2 separate regions of the Capsicum annuum genome follow, and region 2 is linked to region 1. A link is a contact called in public Hi-C data. All regions are on one chromosome and are shown on one strand. The core of a region is the stretch at or near the end of the contact, and the rest is flanking DNA. Distances in the headings are between cores, read along the strand shown.

Region 1 (4,529 bases), core at 243-2,742:
ATTAAAGGTCTGATCACGAACAATGGACAACTTGTCGATAGGATCGTTATACCTGTTCAGAACAACAAATAATTATACCAAACATGATAAATGTCACGTCAATTAATTACTATACACATGAGCGTACGTCTCGTGAGATGGTTGAGATCCATTATTCATCTTTATATAGAAATTTTAGGAAGTGTTTTACCCCTTTTGCTGCACCTAATTTAAATTAATCGGGACAGTAAAATTTACGATAATAGAAAACTAAACCAAATAAAAGAAAAAGTTCATGTCAATTTTTATTTTATAATTGTTAATTAAAACTAAACCAAATAAAAGAAAAAGTTCATGTCAATTTTTATTTTATAATTGTTAATTAATATAATGCATCTATTTCTACTAGAACATGTGTAGTTAACAACATCATTTGGTCATCCAATACAATTCTCATACAAATCTGAAATTAAAACAAAGTTACAATACTACTACTTGATATATATAACAACAAAATTACAATATATCCCCATAGCAAACTATCTGAACATTTCATTGAACTAGTTATCTGCTTGATATTCATTCATTACAACAACTTTGATATCAATAATCAATTACCAACAGCAGTGTGGTGCAGCGGAAAGGGGCTGCCCCAACCAACCCAGAGATCGAGGGTTTGACCCTGGATATGGATAAACACTCTATTGGGAGCTCTCCCCCTCAAATGGGGCCCGACATAAGGCGACTCTGAATATAGCCGAACTCCTAAAGCGGATACCGAATACCGGGTGGTTTGAACCAAAAAAAAATATCAATAATCAATTAATTTACACAAATCATCATGAAATGGATGAAATCCTTTTATTCACTAAGAGAGCTATATATATATATATATAGGAAAGGTCGATCAATTTTCTTTTTATATATATATAATAGCTGATGAATCGTCTTGATGAAAATCTTACCTCTACCAATACTATCTCCACTCGTAATTAGATATCACGAGCCGCTTCCCTCTTAAGCAAGTCCAAAGTACATAGTCGGACCAGTAAACTTCGAATAAAAGATAAATTATTTCACGAAAACAAAAAAAAATCAACTTCAAGTATCCTCTTCATGGGGATCATAAGGCTTCATATTAAGATCAAAACCTAATTTATTTTTCTCTTTTTCTTTGATTTCTTCATTATCTCCTATGATTTCATCGATGCATTTTCGATCGATATCATTGGTCATTTTACGTTCATCACAACCACCACGATCACTACCACTAGCTCCATCAACTTTATTGAAATATTTTACGGCAATTTGTATTCGTCGTAAAATAGCAAAGAATTCTTCCACTTCCTCTTCCTCTACCTCTTTTAACTCCGTTTCTTCTTTCGGCTTCTTCATTGCGGATTTTGAAACGACGTCGTTGTCATCCTGTTTTCTTTTTTCTCCTTCTTCCATTGACAAAATTATTTTATGTACAAAGACTTAAAAGACTAGAACAAGAAGTCGTTATTTAGAAGAAAATATGAGAAATATTTTATGCTAAAGTGACAGGGCTGTGAGAATTTATATATGACAGATGAGGATTTTATTTTTTCAAAAAACGTTTCTCATCCGGTGTCCGGTACTGGTATTGGAGCCCGGCTAATTCGAATTCACGCCGGGTAGGACTCATTTGAGGAAAGCGCTCCCTACCAAGGATTTTTCATACCCTAGATGAAGATTTATCGGCATAGGATGTTGTGCAGTGGATGAAAGTGTTATTTCCTGAATCGGAGGTCTTGATTTTAAGTTATAGGTATAAGAAAATCCACAGGAGGATATTGAGGGCGGAGCCAAATTTGAGTCATGGGTTCATATAAACTCCCTTCGACAGAAAATATACTAATTCTTATATAAAGAATAGCCCGGTGCACTAAAATTATCGCTATCCATGGTGTTCGGGGAAGGGCCCCACCACAAGGGTACATTGTACGCAGTCTTACCTTGCATTCCGCCATTTTTAAGGCTTATACCTGTGACCTCCTGATCACATGGCAATAACTTTACCAGTTAAACCAAGACTCCCCTTGTTATAAATGATTAAATTATGTCGAATCTCGATCAACTGATTTGTGTGTTTACTTATTAAGATTTCGAGCTTCTTTAGTTAAAATTCAAGCTACATCACTATTGAAAACACTTCCTTCATGTAGATTCTACCTGCCCGTATCTAATTAATTAGACTTCAATTCGAATACCGAACATAGCAAAATAACAAAAAAGATTTGGAATTTGGGTTTGTTAGTTGCTACAGTGATGTTAGATATTTTTAATTGCACTGTGACGTGGTGCTGTTAGGCTGTTTATGACGTGTCTAAATGACGCAATACTATTCTTGGATGACGTAATTGAGGACTTGTTTGGTAAAAGATAGTGAAATGATGTGACAACACTATGAAGATGCGGTGTACAAGTTTCCATTTAAGTCTTGTTTGTCCATTAAAATAATATTTTTTTGTTTCATTTTATGTATTATCTTTTGATCGAATACGAAGTTTAAAATGAGTAATGACATTATAAAATTTATAAAATTATTTCTCTAAAAGTTTACTTTTTGTTTATCTTTTTTCATATTAAGTGAGAACTAGTAAAAATAAAATGTGATATTATCATTTAATAGTTGTCAAAAAAAAATTACATCGTTTCTAAAATGGATTAAAAAGAAATAACGACACATAAAATGAGACGGAAAAAGTACATAATTTTTTAGAGTTTGAATTGAAATTTTAGTTAAGTTAGAGGTGGTGTTTGATCATGAATATTAATTAGGGTTGTTTTCAAAATTTTGTGAGAGAAATAAAGTTAGAAAAGTAAAAATTCCAAAATTAATTTTTATTAAAGTGAAATAATTTTTATTTTCAAACACTACTATTTTTTCTTTTTTGATTAATTTCCTCCCTCACTAGTATAGTACAGGTACTCTATTTGAATTTGATTAATAGGCCGTTCAAGGACTAAAGTAAAATAATTTTTTAAAAAAATAAATAAAATATTTTCATGGTCAAATCCTACTTAATTAATTTAAGTCAAAGTAAATTTCACAAAAAGAGAAAGGTTTATATTTATTCATTGTGTGATTACAATCTTTGATGATGTTTTCTTTTATATGGTGTAAATGTTATCAATAAATTGTCCCACACCGGAAAAAATAGAGAAATGCTAAAGGGTTTATAGACCAAATGGGTTCTCCACGTATCAGGCTAGTCTTTTGGGTTGGGCTCTCCTATGTGATTTATAACATTAGTGCTTTCATTGAGAGTCCCACGCGTGAAGTCGTGACTTGGAGTGGTGGCTTGTGTGCCAGTAATGGTGGTCTGGACCCAAGAGGGGTGTCAGTCGTGACCAACGAAGATCGATCCACGTGTGGAGCCGCGACTCGAAATGGTGGCCTGTGCGCCAGAAGTGGTGGCCTGGACCCAAGAGAATGCCAGTCGTCACCAAACGAGCTCAGCCGTGACCAACGAGGACGTTGGTTCTCAAGCGGAGACGATTGTTCTGAACCAATTGTCCTACATTGGAAAAAATAGAGAAATGTTAAGGGGTTTATAGACCAAAAAGGTTCTTCCACCTATCAGAATAGTCTTTTGGGTTGGACTCACCCGTTTAGTTTATAACTAAATAATAGAGTAACGTCTGTTTGAGATTAAGGCTTAATTATTATTGTTATTGACGTTGAAAATAAGAGGGTAGAAATAAGGTTGGCCAAGTTAGATTTGAAGTTAGCATCTCCCTTTCTTCAGATTGAAATAAATATTCAGAAACACAGCTAGCTATTAGCACGATTTGATCCTAACAATCATAAAAGATCAATATAAAGCTCCCAATATAATTTATTTTTTTAACAAAAAGAAGTTTCCTTTTCTTTAATTATCAATCATAAAAGATCAATATAAAGCTCCCAATATAATTTATTTTTTTAACAAAAAGAAGTTTCCTTTTCTTTAATTATGAGCAAAGTTATTCGTTGCATGTGTTGGTGAAAAATATTTAAAGGTATTTAATGAAATTTTCGAGGTGTATATTCGATAATAATGTTATAGACAGATCAAGATGTTTACTGGCAATAGTTTCTAGTCTCCTTCAAAATCATTGCTATTTTTTCTTTAAAAAAAGTTCAGGAAAATTGGAATATCAAATTGCATATTTATCGAAATCGAGAATGAAGTTAATAAATCAGTCCGTAATTAGATTAAAATAGCTTACTTTAATTAATTGAAGATTAAATATGCAGAGTTAAATATTACAGAAATCAAAAGTTGAATATAGGTAAAATAATATGAGAACAAAAAAGCCGTTTCCCATAAATACTTGTTTGACTATAAAATTTGACCGAATCTTCTAATCCTAATAAATATCATGTGATGCGCTGGGGCGACTTTCACTTTCAACTCGATTTGTCGCCTACGTGTCCTTTATGCCCAGTCATTCTGAATATTGATATTAATTACTTCCTTATTTATGTGACCTATTTTTCTTTTTGATCCGTCTATTTAAAAAGGAATATCACATTTCCT
Region 2 (5,069 bases), core at 1,444-3,943, 33 kb before region 1:
CTCTAGCATATCCTATAAATAGTGGAGCTTTAGTTATTAGTTAGCACACACAACATATATGTACTAACAAAAATGGAAGTGATGAATAAGAAGAAAGAAAACTCCTCTAGTAGGATGAAGGGTGGAATGATCACTATGCCCTTCATATTTGGTTAGTTTCTTTTTCATTTTTTTTTTCACTCTAATCTTTGTGAATTTTGAATTACACAATTTGTATAGTTTCTTGAATAAATTATTCTGTTAAGTGTACAAATCATTCTGCGTTAATAGGGTCGAGAAAAGGCCGATTAAACCCCTGACTGTACGGCTCGAACCCGTGACCTATAGGTTACATGGAGATCGATAACTTTACTATTGTGCATGCTCTCCCGTTGTATAGCTTCTTGAATAAAGAGACAGTCCGATGTACAAACCATTCCGTGTCAGCAGGGTCGAGGGAAGGCCGATCACACCCCTTAGTATTAGTGGCTTTTTTCACAGCTTGAACATGTGAAACTATAGGTCACACATAGATAACTTCAGTGTTGCTCCAATGTTCCCCTTTGTATAGTTTCTTGGATTAAGAGACAGTCCAGTGTACAGAGCATTTTATGTCAACAGGGTCGAGGGAAGGCCGTTTGCATCCCCGAGTATTAGTGGCTTTTTCCACAGTTTGAACATATGAACTATAGGTCACGCATAGATAACTTCACTGTTACTCCATAAAGAGACAGTCCGGTGTACAAACCATTCCGTGTCAGCAGGGTCGAGGGAAGGCGAATCGCACCCCTGAGCATTAGTCTCTTCTTCCACGGCTCGAACCAGTGACCTACAAATCACATGAAAATAACTTTATTGTTGCTCCAACGTTCCCCTCTTTATAGTTTCTTGAATACTACTTGAGTTGAAATTGAACTTATGTTTATTTTTGTTACTTTTTTTTTTTTTTAGCAAATGAGATATGTGAGAAATTGGCTGTGGTGGGATTTGGTACTAACATGGTCATTTACTTGACAAATGAGCTCCATCTTCCATTGACAAAAGCAGCAAATACACTAACAAATTTTGGTGGCACTGCAAGTTTGACACCATTGCTTGGAGCTTTCATTGCTGATACTTATGCTGGAAGATTTTGGACTATAACTGTTGCTTCTATCATTTACCAAATTGTAAGTCCCTCTCTTCATTATTTTTTTATTCGGTCGAGTTTAAGTTTTATGCACCGACAACAGGGGCAGCGGGAGAGTATTAGTTATGAAAAAGGGTCGCTCGGTGCACTAAAGCTCCCGCTATACACAGGGTTCGGGGAAGGACTTCACCACAAGGGTGTATTTTACTCAGCCTTACCTTACATTTCTACCGGAGTCTATTTCCAAGACTTGAACCCGTAACCTACTGATCACATGGCAGTAACTTTACTAGTTACTCCAAGGCTCATATTAGTTATGAATTCGATGAATTCATTAACTTTTGTTTAGACTATATATTTTATATTAAAAAATCTATTAAATATGTATAAATATTTAATTGTGAATCCACATAACTTATATATGACGACTACAGGTTTTGTCGCATATTTAATATCCATAACTAAGTTATAATTCCGCCTTTTAATGATACTGCAAAATATTTACACAATCATGTCACTAAACTATAAAATGGGATTTGTTATCAAAAATAAAAAGGATTATCTGTTATAACAGGTTAAAATATGCTAATTAATATTTTCTTATAATATTAGTTATTTATGTTAGTTTACTTCTTTTATTTTTGAGGTTAGATGTTAAATATGATATTCATAATTTATAGCAGTTGGAACAAGTAAAACTCAAATTTGTAGTGTGAGGGGCAGTACTATTTTGTCACTACTTTCTTGAAACACTTATTAAATGGCTAATTATTTTCTTTGATAAAATTGTAGTGGATAAGATATATGAGGTGAATGAATTAATTTGGATAGGAAAAAATCTTTAGTTGTTTGGTACAGATTGAATTTATATTGAATATATTATTACAATGATATAATGTTACCTTTAGTACTAGCTAGAAAACTAAAGTACAGGTGGAATATATGTACAAGTGAATAGTTAACTATTCTTCTTGTTTTTCAAACTCAAATTAATAAAATTTAACATATATACACTGACAACATTAATAAATTTATTTTAACATATCGTAGCAGATAGTCAACTTTATTTTCATGAATGCTAATCCACACTTTTAATGGAAAGTTGCATATAATTATCAATTGACTTGTCTGATAGTATAAAAAATTCATTTACGTGTGCTATTATCATATCGAGCTTTATTCTATTTCAAAATTCAGGGCAGAGCTAGGGCGTACTATGTTGGTTCGATAAAACGCAATAGTTTTGGTTCAAATCTTGTATTTATCTTAAAATATTCATTTGATATGTATACATTATTAATTTTAGAACCCGGTAACTTCGAAGGACTAAAATCATGAACCCATGATCTTCGAATCCTAGCTCCACATTCGAATTTTTGTACTACTTAATTTCTCGGGAGAGGTGTTACATAAGTAGCCTACCCTGATGCGAGCATCGACAGCTGATTATATTGGTCGAACTTGTGACTTATAGGTCACATGGAGACAACTTCATGTTAGCTCCAAAACTCCCCATCCTCGATGACTGATTATACAAGTCGAACTCGTGACTTATGGGTCACATGGAGACAATTTCATGTTAGCTCCAAAACTCCGCATCCTCGACGACTGATTATACAAGTCGAACTCGTGACTCATAGGTCACATGGAGACAACTTCATGTTAGCTCCAAAACTCCCCACCCTCAGCAACTGACTATACAAGCCGAACTCGTCATGACTTATAGGTCACATGGGGACAACTTCATGTTGCTCCAAAACTCCCCATCCTCGACGACTGATTATACAAGTCGAACTCGTGACTCATAGGTCACATGGAGATAACTTCATGTTAGCTCCAAAACTCCCCATCCTCGACAACTGATTATACAAGTCGAACTCGTGACTTATAGGTCACATGGAGACAACTTCATGTTGCTCCAAAACACTTCATCCTCAACAACTGATTATACAAGTCGAACTCGTCATGATTTATACGTCACATGGAGACAACTTCATGTTAGCTCCAAAACTCCCCATCCTCGACAACTGATTGTACAAGTCGAACTCGTGACTTATAGGTCACATGAAAACAACTTCATGTTGCTCCAAAACTCCCAATATTTTCTAATTGTCTTTTTTTATTATTTTTGATGTTAATCTCAGGGCATGATCATATTAACATTATCAGCAATACTTCCACAACTAAGGCCACCATCTTGCAAAGGTGATGAATATTGTAAAGAAGCAAATTCAAGTCAATTAGCCATCCTATATGTGTCACTACTCCTAACAGCCTTTGGGTCAGGGGGAATTAGGCCATGTGTTGTTGCATTTGGTGCAGATCAATTTGATGAAAATGATCCAAAACAAAAAACACAAACATGGAAATTCTTCAATTGGTATTATTTCTGTATGGGATTTTCAATGCTTGTGGCTGTCACAGTAATTGTTTACATTCAAGATAATATTGGATGGGGTATTGGATTTGGTGTACCAACAATTGCTATGCTTATTTCAATTGTTGTTTTCATATTTGGATACCCTTTATATAGAAATTTGGATCCTGCTGGTAGCCCTTTCACTAGGCTATTGCAAGTTTGTGTTGCTGCTTACAAGAAGAGAAAATTGGATATGGTAAATGATCCTAAGTTTCTGTACCAAAATGAAGAACTTGATGCTGATATTTCTACTGCTGGCAAGCTTGTCCACACCAAGCAAATGAAGTAAGTCCTCTCCGAGTTTAAATTCTGTGCACTGACGGTATAAAATTGACTTACAACATATGTTGTTCTTGAGAACTCCATTGCGAGCGTGTCGGATCCTCCAAAAGTAATGTGCTTTTGAAGGATGTGATGCGAGTGTGGCAACCTTTTTAAAGAGTCTGGTAAAAACTCATAATAAGAAGTAGCTACTTATATTATAAAATAAAGTAGGTAACTTTGTTATAACAGGTTAAATTACGTCTAATAGTGTATATAAACAACTTGTACACAATCATATAAGTTAATTCCTTTTTTTTGATGTCTAGCAAATGCATTACATGATAATTTCCACCTTCATTTTTAATATGATAGATCAAATTGTCTGGCTATAAAATTTCATCAATCATCAATCAATTTGTACATGTATTGTCTACTGGTTGTGTGGCCAAAAACAATAAGTGAACTAATGTTGTCTGTCCTGTTATTTGTCTTTTTTTTTCATGTCTTTTTTACACCCGATCAAAATCAAGATTCATTGAATCTTTTTTCACATTTCCCTTTTAGTTTAGTTTTTATTAATATCTTGGCTGGTCAATAATTCTACAAAGAATCAGTACTGAGGCAATTAGAAACCAGAAAATTAATCAAGTTGATAAACACTGCCAAAAGAAGTGTTTTTTGGAAATGTACTACTAGCATTTTTTCTCGGTTTGTCTCCAATAATATCTAGCTAGTCACAGACTGCTATTAAACCATTTGGCAAATTGAGAAAAAAAAACCATTGAATTGGTTCTGGTTTTCAATTGATTAGTAAGTCAGTAGTCGTTTGGTGTGGGGTATAAGATATAATAATTCCGAGACAAAATTCAGGATTATTTTATCCAGTGTTTGGTTGAAGGTATTAGTTAGTCCCGGGATATTTATCCCATCATTTATACCATAGTCATGAGATACGGAATCCCATATATATGGTGACAAAACTTTTTCCGCGATAATATGTTCGCAACCAAACGAACCCTAGTATAGTTGGACTTAAGTCGTCCCAATCTATGTTGCTTGGACTTTTTAAAAATACTGATAGGTGTGTGTTCGATCCTCTAAAAGTAGTGTATTTTTGGAAGATCTGACACGGATGCGATAATTTTTTTGGAGAATCTGACCAACATAGGTCCCAGTGTGGGCTTTACGTGCATTATTTTGATGCTGACCTGATCAAGAAAGACAACATGCTAATGTCTGAAAATCTTGGAAGAACCACTATAGGCATTTGATTGATTG

Evidence for each region. Hi-C and Micro-C count contacts between places; a contact is called where the count stands out from the background.
Region 2: a Hi-C map of leaf shows a contact between it and region 1, with 2.0 times the contacts expected there. The contact joins the enhancer-like site here to the promoter of LOC107861449 in region 1. A contact is called at or near these places in 3 of 5 Hi-C or Micro-C datasets (bud, leaf and placenta).

The regions. Positions count from the first base shown.
Region 1 is chr11:3,033,531-3,038,059 of UCD10Xv1.1, reverse strand. It overlaps LOC107861449 (protein NIM1-INTERACTING 2), which reads right to left and starts at 1,492. Exons shown (of 1, transcript XM_047399348.1): 1 at 400-1,492. The coding sequence starts at 1,431. The coding sequence ends at 1,081.
Region 2 is chr11:3,067,570-3,072,638 of UCD10Xv1.1, reverse strand. It overlaps LOC107867404 (protein NRT1/ PTR FAMILY 3.1), which reads left to right and starts at 7. Exons shown (of 4, transcript XM_016713633.2): 1 at 7-151; 2 at 931-1,148; 3 at 3,253-3,812. The coding sequence starts at 73. Within about 2 kb of position 2,693, at least 4 of the 5 cell types and tissues checked have an H3K27ac peak or open chromatin away from gene starts, as enhancers often do. A contact at or near this core is called in bud and leaf, where this site is marked.